Linked DNA regions of Sus scrofa: region 1 is linked to region 2. Evidence: chromatin contacts called from public Hi-C data. All regions are on one chromosome and are shown on one strand. The core of a region is the stretch at or near the end of the contact, and the rest is flanking DNA. Distances in the headings are between cores, read along the strand shown. Region 1 holds the start of NCOA4 (nuclear receptor coactivator 4). Region 2 holds the start of PARG (poly(ADP-ribose) glycohydrolase).

Region 1 (5,267 bases), core at 1,521-4,020, 50 kb before region 2:
ATGAGTTTCAGGGGGAAAGTGGAGCCGTAAAATTGTTTGCAGCCTTGAATGTGTGGGTTTATTTTCCTGGGGAGCTCGTTTTCAGTCTTCATCAGCTTCTCCTTGGGCTCTGTGGTCCCTACCTGGAGTGACTGAGCACATAAGGTCCCTATCTGGAGCTGAGCCAGCTCCTTCATGTCAGGGTTGGGACAACCAATTCTGTCCCATATTTAAGCAGTAGTACTGTTGGCTACCTCTTGAGCAGGGAAAGTAAGAAGAGTCAGGCTGGAGCAAGCTGCCTGGCCTCAGAGGAGCTCAGACCTACTTCTGGGCCTGTCAGAACTTGCCACAGTCCTGTGTGTGCAGGGGTGGAATATAGCAATAATGTCTGGGAGGTCTGTGTTCATAGCCCTGGTTATCTGTATTTGGATGCAGGGTCCTGAAGGTGGTACCTTGGGGTGCCAGTCAAGGGGTGACCTTTAGTTGGTGGGGGGCATTCCAGGGACCTAGACTGTGGGCTGCTTCCAGCACAGAGCTGGCCCTGGGAAGGCTGGGCATCCTATTCCTTCTAACAGTTCTTATTCTTGTCTCAATGACAGTGCTGCCATACCTACGGGTTATGACACAAATAAGTGTCAGAAAATCTTGAACAAGAAGACCTGCACCTATACAGTGGTGGAAAAGAAGGACCCAGGAAAGACCTGTGATGTCACTGGATGGGTATTATAATGTGTTTCTAGTGGGCCCAGAGCTCTCAGCCTGAGAGGGCCCAAGTTCTCCCATGCCAGGCCTCATTCTCCTATGGCCTCTAACTGTCTATGATTGTACAACCCTACCTATTAGTAAAAAATTCTTGAGCAAACACTTGAATATGTCTGTACTTTTAATTTATAAATTATGTATGCATTTATATAACACACCTTTAAAGCATGCAAACATTTTAAAGGAGACAAAAATAAATGTGAATGAAAGATATAACATCTTCCCTCCACGCCAGTAGATCACTGAGCATCCCCTACTCAGAGGGCTGCTGTTACTTCTCTCGCTTCTGATATATCTTCACTCTGATGCCCCAGCATCCCATTATTTGGTGAACAATTCAAAAAAATGGGTCTTTGAGATGAAATCAGATCCTTTATTTTCTTTGAGGTTTTCTTTTTTACCCTTCCTTTTTGTTCTTCAGAGAGTGTCCTCCTTGCTGTGTCCCTCATATACATCTGTGTTTGCCTGAGGTTAGAGCAGGACAACCTGGAAGAAGTGCCTCCAAGAGCACATACAGCCCAATGGGGTGTTAAAAAGCCAGGGATCTTGCCTTGTGGATGGGAAACGGCTTGCAGGCAGAGCTCTGTAATGGTTTTTAAAATTTAGGGAGTTAAAACAGTGACAACGCTGATCATCTCGTGCTCTTTCTGTGTTAGAGAACGTTTGTTCACTGAAGAGGTCTTTACTAAGTGCCTGGCAGTGCTTTGGGCCTGGGGATACAGTACTGAACCAGAGAGACCAGGTCTCTGCTCTCCTGAAGCTTAGAGTTGTGTGTGTGTGTGTATGTGACAGATCACAAACAAGCAAACAGTTCTCTGTTGGACAATCTGTGGGCAATCGGTAAAGAGATTTTACTTCCCCTCTGCCCGATAACCCTACCTATGCAAACATGCTATGTGGGCTAGTTGAACAATCTAGGCATATCCTGGATTTTGGTCACCCTAAGATAATAAAAATGCACCTTTGGCGTTTCCGTCATGGCTCAGTGGTAACAAACCTGACTATTGTCCATGAGGTTCGATTCCTGGCCTCGCTCAGTGGGTTAAGGATCCATTGTGGCCATGAGCTGTGGTGTGGGTCGCAGATGCGGCTCAGATCCTGCGTTGCTGTGGCTGTGATGTAGGCCCGCAGCTGCAGCTCTGATTCAACCCTTAGCCTGGGAACTTCCACATGCCACAAGTGTGGTCCTAGAAAGCAAAAAAAAAAAAAAAAAAAAAAAAGTCGCCTTGTTCCAGAATCTGCATTTGAATTGAAGAAGGAATGAGGAACAGGAGCTTTAAAAGTATGCTATGCCTATGACTGCCCTTTTAGCGTGTGCATCTAAACCTATGTTTCCTATTGCTTTTTGCTGAGAGAGCCTTGCCCGCTGATGTTCTTGGGTGAGAGGCTGCACTTTTATGATCATCTCCTTCACAAATCCTACTCAGATGGTCTTTCACCTTGCTGGGTAGCACTTAGTTAGTAATGGGAACCTCTGTCAAAACTGGGACAGAAAGGTTCTTATTTTAATATCTGGTCACTACATATATATAACCATTTTAACCATTTTTACGTATACAGTTGAGTGGTACTAAGTACATTCGAATTGCTGTGTGACTATCCATACCCAGAACTTCCCATCATCCCAAGCTAAAAGTCTGTACCCATTAAACAATAATTCCTCTTCCCCAAGCCTGTGGCAACTACTATTTTGTCTCTATAACTATGACTATTCTAAGTACCTCATATAAACGGAATCATCTATTTGTCCTTTTGTTTCTGACATTTACTTCTGCATATGTACGTTAAGGCTAAAAAAATATCTACATCGTGAGGACATTTGGTGTGAGAGAATCACTCAGGATAGTCCTCCTAACAGCTTGCCTTCACAAACGTTTCTCTCCTTTAATCTTATTCTTTGGGGCCCAGGAAAATGTATGCGCCTACCCCCTGCGCCCTGTGGAGGGCAGGCAAGGACCTTGGGCAGACCCTAGTAGAGATCTCGCGAGACTGTCAAATTTGTGATAAGAGACTTGAGAAGAAGGTTGTGTTCTCGCGAGAACTCTGCCTTTCAGACCTTGGCTCGTGTTGGGCCGCGTCTCAGTCCGCCAAGGTCTCCTCGGATCGCCGGGAGCCGCGCTCAGAGGTGGTAAGAACCGGAGGGGGGCCCCGGGGCGAGCTTGCCTCCTACCGCTCTCACGTGGCGGGTCGGTTTGGGGAGCCATGACTGCTTGTTGGACCAGCCCGGCCCTGTCTGGGCCTACCTTTAAAGGCTGGCCTCTCCTTAGACCCGCCCGACCCGGGGGCCACGTCTTCTTGCCTGCCCGCCGGCCAGGGCCTGTTCTCTCCCCGGCCCTCGCCTCTCTTGGCCCGAGGACCACTTCTTTCTCCCTTCCCGGCCCCGGCCTGTCCTCCGCCTCTTCGGCCTTAGACAAGCTGGCCTGGGGACCACCTCCCCCTGCTTGTCCGCCCGCCTTCCCCCCCGCGCCCCGGGTGTGACAGCTTCAGGTTTTTGCTCGCTCTCGCCTGGGTCTTTTGGAGAGGGGAGAGGCCCATTTTCCAGAACATAGCCTGTTGGGTGGGAGCTCAAAGAAGATAATATTTTTTTCGGCCCTCTACCTGCCAACACAGTGTTTTACTGTAAGGTGAATGTAATTCGCCCAACAATACCAAGAGGTAGCTTGATTACCTCCTTTTTATAGCTGAGAAGAGCGAGGCTTGCCAGTTCCACCAACAGTCACTTATAGTGTGCCTATATGTTCAGGATGTTGAGGATATGGCAATGAAAAAAGAGTGGGCACAGACCTTATTCTCATGGAAATAAATTCTTGTAGCAGAAACAATATTCATAAATAGTCTTAAGTGCCACATGATACAACATGGGATGATGCGATCAAGAATGGCCAAAGGCAGAGAGCTGCAGGCTATTTGACCCACAAAGGCAGAGCTTTTTTCGCCTTTTTGTGTTTTTTTTTTTTTTTCCTAATCAGGGTAAGGTTCCCCATCGCGTAACTGTTTCCACCGCCCACCTGATAATACGGACATATGGTTGTAGGGACTGTTGAGCCTTACTGGGTTAGGATGGGGCAGGAAATCATAATTGGTTCATTTCTGCAAAAATGTCTTGGTGTGACATTTCTGAACTTTAAAAAACCTCGGAGCCTTTGAGGAAGACTCACCCAAATGGAGGTGAGGGTGTGGTGCATGTGCCTTCAGGCAAGTTACTTGGTTGCTCTTTCAAAGTTTGCTAGCTTGCAGATTTGTTAAGTAGGTATGATGATATATGTAAAGGCTAGCACAGTAACATTTCTTACATTTTATTTCTCCTTCCCCTTTCTCTATGGAACTTTTGTGAAAATGATCTAAAGTTTTATGATACTGTATTTTGTGTCTAAATAAACTTCTACAGTTACATTACAGGTATTTCAAAAGTGGAGAAGTATGGTAAGCTATGTAGGGAAAGGAAGATGTGATTCTCAAAGAGGGAGAAGAGTTCTTATTTTAGAATTACATAAGGCTCCCTGCCTCACCCCCATTTTATTAAGATTAAGTCAGTTTAGCTGTGCCAGAATCTCAGAAACCTGTGGAGGGGCTTCATAAAACTGCACAGGCTATTCTGATAACACGTTCCTCCACCCCAGCTTCTTAGCTAGTGTTGTATGATAATTTCCCTTGTAGAGTAAGTGTTAGCATACTGGAGGGCAGTCAGAACCAGTCATTGTTGCAGAAGGACTTCTAAATCTGTCTCTTATTTCAAAGTTTCCTTTTTTTTCTTAGTTTTTGGTGAATCAGTGGCACAAATTTTCCTCTAGATGCTTATATCCTCAGGGACTATCACAGTATGAGGCACTCAGTAAATATTTGTTGAATGAATGCCTAAAATCTTAGTACTTAAATGATCCCTTCAACAAACATAGTGTGGTTGGAGACTTTAGACTCAAATCTAGGATTAAATCTTGCTTCTTTTACTTGGAAGCCTGTGACTCTAAGTAATATATCTAACCTTGTCAAGCCGTAGTTTCTTTGTTTTTAAAATTGTGATGGATAATGTATAAGTACCTTAAAGTTTTGTGAGGACTAAATGAGATAATGTGTAAAAATAAAAGTTTGGCACATAGATATATTAAATACTTCCTGAATTCATTTTTCCAACAAATATTTACTGAACACCACTGTATAAAAATGAATACAAAGAGGAATTCCTTGTGTGGCTCAGCAGTTAACAAACCCCATTAGCATCCATGAGGACTCGGGTTTGATCCCTGGCCTCACTCAGTGGGTTAAGGATCTGCTGTTGCCGTGAGCTGTGGTATAGGTTGCAGACGCAGCTTGGATCCTGAGTTGCTGTGGCTGTGATGTAGGCCGGCTGCTACAGCTCCGACCGGTCCCCAGTCTGGGAACCTCCCCATATGCTGCGGGTGCAGCCCTAAAAAGACAAAAAAATTAAAAGGCCAAAAAATAAAAATAAAAATGAACAAAAAGAGAAAGTCCAACTTGTGTGGAACATACCTTCCAGTGTGTTTTCTGAAGTGCGTTTAGAAAAATAG
Region 2 (5,342 bases), core at 115-2,614:
AATCATCTTTTTAAATTTAACTGTCTTAGTTCTGCACCCAGAAAAATCCATCTACAGTACTCAATAAATGGTATTGACTCCATCTTTTAATTTACCTTCAAATTTCAATTAATGTAACAATGGTTTTTCACATTAAAGCAGAGCCCTTTGTGCTCCAAATGCGGAGCTCCTGTGACTTATTATACACAAACTCCCTACAGTTCTGTTCTATAAGTTATCATATACAAACTACGCCCTAAATTCAGTTTTGATACAGGTCACACTAGGAACTTCTAAGCGTGTTTAAAAAAAAAAAAGCTTTTTTGGTTTCTGAGCATAAAAGACCTAAAGAAGTAGTACGAAAATTCTTAAAAGAGAAAATAGTTTTATAAAACGCTTATCCTCCACCAACTTCCTATTTTTAGGTCCAAGTTCTAGTCATCCAGTTGAATACCCAGTTAGATAATTTCAAAGATCTAGAATACACATTCTTTGTACTGAGGAGCGCACAGGCAGGGCATTCGTGCTTCCAGCACCCTCGATTGTACGTATTTCCCTTCCTAAAATTCATATTGGCTTCTTTCTTGTCTATAAATTACCTTTAAAATTCAGCTCTCTTCCGTGTTCCCCTAGTTGTCTCGAATCATGTTTCTTTCTCCCCTGTATGCATGAGTGGCCCTGACGGCTACTTGTGGTTTTAGAATATGCGACTTTGAGCTAAAAAGTTATCTATGAACTCGGTATTTGGAATGCATTTACTTGCAGAAGGGGGTTTTCTTTTTCACCTAGAGCCAAGCACAAGGCCCAATATACAGGAATGTGCGAGAGGAAAGAGAAGGCAGAAAGCTTGAATATAAAAGGAAGAAAACATGCAGCATCTCCTGGTTGACATGATCCAGGACAACCACAGAAACCTTCTCCGGATCTATGGCTCCAAAAATTCGTTCGATGTCGAAAGAGCGGCCCCGGAGATACACCAACCCCACGATTGCTACTGAAGCTTGTGACCGCTAGCAAAAAAAGGACAGGGCACGCCGCAGGTTTGGCGTGGTGGCAAGAACCAGTCAGAAATGTTCGTAAGCTAGGCCCGATACTTACGCGGGACTCCCGCCAGATCCGCGTGCGAGTAGCCAGCTCCGCCGGCTCCGAAAAAGCCGGCCAATCCCCCTGTGGTTTTGTTGCCGCTTCCTCCACCGCCCTCCATGGTACTGCAGCAAACTACCGGTCTGCTTCTCCCCGCTGCTCAGGCCGGGATCGTCCGCTCGGCCGTTGCTCCTCTGTAACAGCGGGTGAAACCCGCGTTACCACCACCTCCTTCACACGCTGACCTTCCGGGCGCCGGCAGCACCTAAACCTCACATTTCCGCTTTGCGACAGCGTACGTCCCGGAAACCGGAAGCGCCTGACGGCAGCTTTCCGGTGGTGGGAAAGTGAACGGAGCAAGAAAATCAAAGCGGCGCATCCTGAGGCAGGTGGGGTGCCTGTGGAAGAGGGAAGGCAGGCGACTGGATAGGGCCTGGCTCGGGAGGCCTACGGAACAGCAGCTGCAGACGCAGGCAGCAGCAGAGAGGGCATGGTGCCGGGAGGCGCCGAGAAGGAGGCGCAGTCCGTCCCTCTCCGGGTTAGTGAATGAGGCTCTCCGCCCTGGCTGGCCCGGGGACTGTTCGCTGCGGGTCCCAGCATGAGTGCGGGCCCCGGCTGTGAGCCCTGCACCAAGCGACCCCGCTGGGGCGCCGCTGCAACTTCTCCGCCGGCCGCCTCGGACGCCCGGAGCTTCCCCAGCAGGCAGAGGCGCGTCCTCGATTCCAAGGACGCTCCCGTGCAGTTCAGGGTCCCGCCGTCCTCGTCAGGCTGCGTCTCGGGGCGGGCGGGACCGCACAGAGGCAGCGCCACCTCGCTTGGTACGTGGGGAAATAAAGCTCTTTGTCCTTCGCCTTGGCCCAAAGCTCTTCTTGGTCTCCGAGGACCCAGGGACTACAGCCCCCCATTTTCTGGTCTTGTATGCATCACTCTGAACGCTGAGGTCCCCTTGCTGAGCCATCAAGGCCACTAGTCGGGGAATGGGGCCCCATTTTCCCCGTGGCGATTGGTGGTGTGAGAACCCCTGACAAGCAGTCACTCAGCATGGGAAGCGGCGAGAGACTCCACCTGTTTGCTTTCCTTGGGTTTAATTGGAATTGCCTTGGTCGTTAAGGAGGTTTAATCTTTTACCTGAAGCTTCAGTCTCTAGATATAAAGAAAGTTACAAAGAAAGTCACAGCTGTCCTCAGTTTTAATTCTCAGTCTCTGGGTGGAGAGCCCTTAGTCTTACTGGCTTTACACCCGTCTTTGACATACAGTGGTGAACAAAGGTAACTTGGTCTGTTTTCAGACCCTAAAATCTATCAGAAGAGGTAGACAATGGCAGAGGTAAATATAATAAAGGGTAATGGATGTTCCAGTATATGAGACAGATAGTTAGGATAAGACGTCAGATGTGCCTGATCTAGTTTGAAGGTCAAAGATAATCTCCTAGCCAGAAGGTGAGGATCTTATTCTGAGGACTGAAGAGTGATGAGTTATTTAGATGAAGAGGAAGTTAAGGAAGTGATCCCACAGTGCAGCTGATGTAGGTTGTCCAGAGAGCAGTGAGAGATGGGATTGCAAAGAAGTAGACAAAGATCAGATCATATTGGGCAATGCTAAGAGGTTTGAGCTTTATCCTGATTGGACTTGATTGGAGATATATATGTATCAAAAATACATATAGTTTATTAAAATGTATATATTTTAAAGGTCCTTCCCTGGTATGTGGAAAATGAAGAATAGATTGAAAGGGAGCAGAAGTGCGGGCACAAGACTAGTTAAGGAGTTACTCTAGATAGGAGATCATGATGGTTTATACTTGGTTTCAGACTGTAGGAAAGATGAAGAGTGGATGGATTCTGGAGAGAATGGGATACGTGGGTTTGTACCCCAGGAAATATTTCTGTGATGGAAATATAGGTTTTGGAGTTCTTGGCATAAACATGATAGTTGATGCCATGGAAGTAGGTTAGATCATATAAAGCATGTAGTGAAAATAAAGGCGACCTAGAAAAGAAACTCTAGAAACACTGTCATTTAAGAGTGGACTGAGAGGGTCCCTTGTGGTGCAGCAGGTTAAAGATTTGGCATTGCTGCAGTTGTGGCATAGGCTGTAACTGTGGTGCCGGCTGCAACTGTGGTGCCAGTTTGATCCTAGGCCCAGGAACTTCCTCATAATGTGGGTGCTGCCAGGAAAAAAAAAAGAAGCAGCCAAAGAAGTAGGAGGGAAACCTGGCTTTGATTGTGTCATGCAGGGATGAGAATATTTCAAGGAGAATGCACTGGTCAGTAGTGTAAGAGGCTGGGGGAATTCCCATAGTGGCTCAGTGGTTAATGAACCCACCTAGCATCCATGAAGGCATGGGTTCGATCCCTGGCCTCGCTCAGTGGTCTTTGGATTTTTCTGACTGCAAACCATAGTATATTTCACCTGGTACACAGAGTAAGAAATACATGTATATATACACACACACGTACATGTGTACATATATACATATATATAGGCAAATATTTACAGCAAACAAGTGTTTCATAAAATAATGCTTATCTTTACTATGTATGATGCATTCTCATGTGTCTGTATTATTTTATTAACAAATGTTGGTCATTTGTAGTTTGTAAAACACCAGGTTAGAGAAAGTCAGGGCTGTAGACAATGAGACCAGTTGCAAGAAACAAACGCAGTTGCCCAGTGAGTGATATACTTGTTCTTTTAATGTTGGTGCTATTTTGAAGATGAGGAAGGGATGGGTTTCAGATGTTGATTGCAGAGGATTTATTAAAGGAGATAGGAGGGACGGGGAACTGAAAGTGACCTCAGAGATTGTATCAGACTTCTGTGATAGGCTAATCTGTGGTTCTGTTAACTTTATTTGCATATAAATGAGGAGAGGTGAGTGGGAGATGATGGAGGCAGTCAATCCTCACTGATTGGATCTTTATATTCTGCAGAAGAGGAACTGAATTAATACTTGGGCTGTACTTGTGCATATGTGTAAATGTTTTTTGTATACCTGGCACAGTACACCAATAAACAAAATGTTCGAAATCTAAATTTGTATCAAAATTTGTTGTTTGAAATTTTGAAATTCTTTTACGAACTTGGTGTTTAAATTTTTTATATATAGTTATCCTAGGAGGAGAAGTGAGTGAGATAGGGAAATGGATATTTATTAAATATCTTTACATTTTGTATTAATTTAGCTTCCTGGTCATATTTCTTATACTGATTGAAATGTGCACATCTATGGAACTCAGCATACTTTTCACATTCCAATGGGGAATAGTTTATCCAGTTGTGTTGCTTATAGGAGCTCCCTTTTTGCCAGTTTTAACTACCTAGAGTTTTGCTCCCGACTCCAAGGATGGTCCAGGTGTAGGTCTCTGGTGGGTGGAAGACTGGAGCTGGCTTGTCCCCTAACCGCCTCATCATTCTTTCAGTCTCAGTGCTGTCGAAAGCATTTTCAAACCTCTTTCGTCATCTCAAAACTCTCCTGTTGTCTATTGCCCTTTGATGTTATCACACCCTTTCTTCCCATGCCTTATCTTGATGCTGCTGGAGGAAAGAGGCTTTTTGTGAAGGCAGGGTGTTCCTTTAAAGGCAGGTGAATTTTTCTGCATTTTGTACCTTTTGCCTGTATATCCTGCACCTAATTGAATGATTTACTCTTTGAAATACACAAGGTTACTGAGTGAGGTTACTGATAAGATTATGGGTAACTGGTGCGAAGTCAGAGTAAAGTTGGAGAACTACTGATCCTCATGAAAAGAGAATTTGGGTGGAAATGTTGGAAGAAAATACACTTGTTTAGTTTCTGCTTTGTCAGCCTGGATGCTTGATATTTTTTCTTATTGATCTACGTTAGCCTTTGGAAATAGGTATTGTTAACCCTATTTTATAGGTGAGGAAATGAAGGTGCAAATAAATGAAGTACATGATTGAGCAGAGATCTCAGTTTAAGATTTTTGTCTGTCTCCAGGTCTTGTATCTATTTCATCACCTACTACTGCCTCCCTTTTTGTTTGCTGCGATTTTATCTAGTTAAAGGAAAGAAATTCTCTGGAACCTAGGAAGCTCATTTTATGATTACTTCAGGAATAAGAGTATAAGGAATAACTGAAACAGTCCTGTGATGTGTTATGAAAGAAACCTTTAGAAGCTGGAAGTCATGATATTGAAAAGAGAAGAGGCAGTCCTTTTTCTGGGGCCTCAGAGGGACCGAGGACTGTTTAATTGTCAGGAAATATCGCTTTCTTTCCTCTTGCTTCTTCTCCTTCACCTTGTTCTCAGGCTTCAG

The links. A called contact is a pair of places that touch in the nucleus more often than the background predicts.
Region 1: a Hi-C map of skeletal muscle shows a contact between it and region 2, with 5 times the contacts expected there. The contact joins the promoter of NCOA4 here to the promoter of PARG in region 2. A contact is called at or near these places in 2 of 5 promoter capture datasets (fetal liver and liver), 24 of 47 Hi-C or Micro-C datasets (alveolar macrophages, blood, brain and 9 more) and 2 of 2 datasets of contacts at active chromatin or transcription factors (alveolar macrophages and skeletal muscle).

The regions. Positions count from the first base shown.
Region 1 is chr14:90,528,674-90,533,940 of Sscrofa11.1, reverse strand. NCOA4 (nuclear receptor coactivator 4) reads left to right here and starts at 2,770. Exons shown (of 10, transcript NM_001243122.1): 1 at 2,770-2,869. MSMB (microseminoprotein beta) reads left to right here. Exons shown (of 5, transcript NM_213852.1): 5 at 579-849. The coding sequence ends at 708.
Region 2 is chr14:90,477,037-90,482,378 of Sscrofa11.1, reverse strand. PARG (poly(ADP-ribose) glycohydrolase) reads left to right here and starts at 1,364. Exons shown (of 18, transcript XM_005671222.3): 1 at 1,364-1,451. LOC100157391 (mitochondrial import inner membrane translocase subunit Tim23) reads right to left here and starts at 1,424. Exons shown (of 7, transcript XM_001926555.6): 1 at 1,078-1,424. The coding sequence starts at 1,183.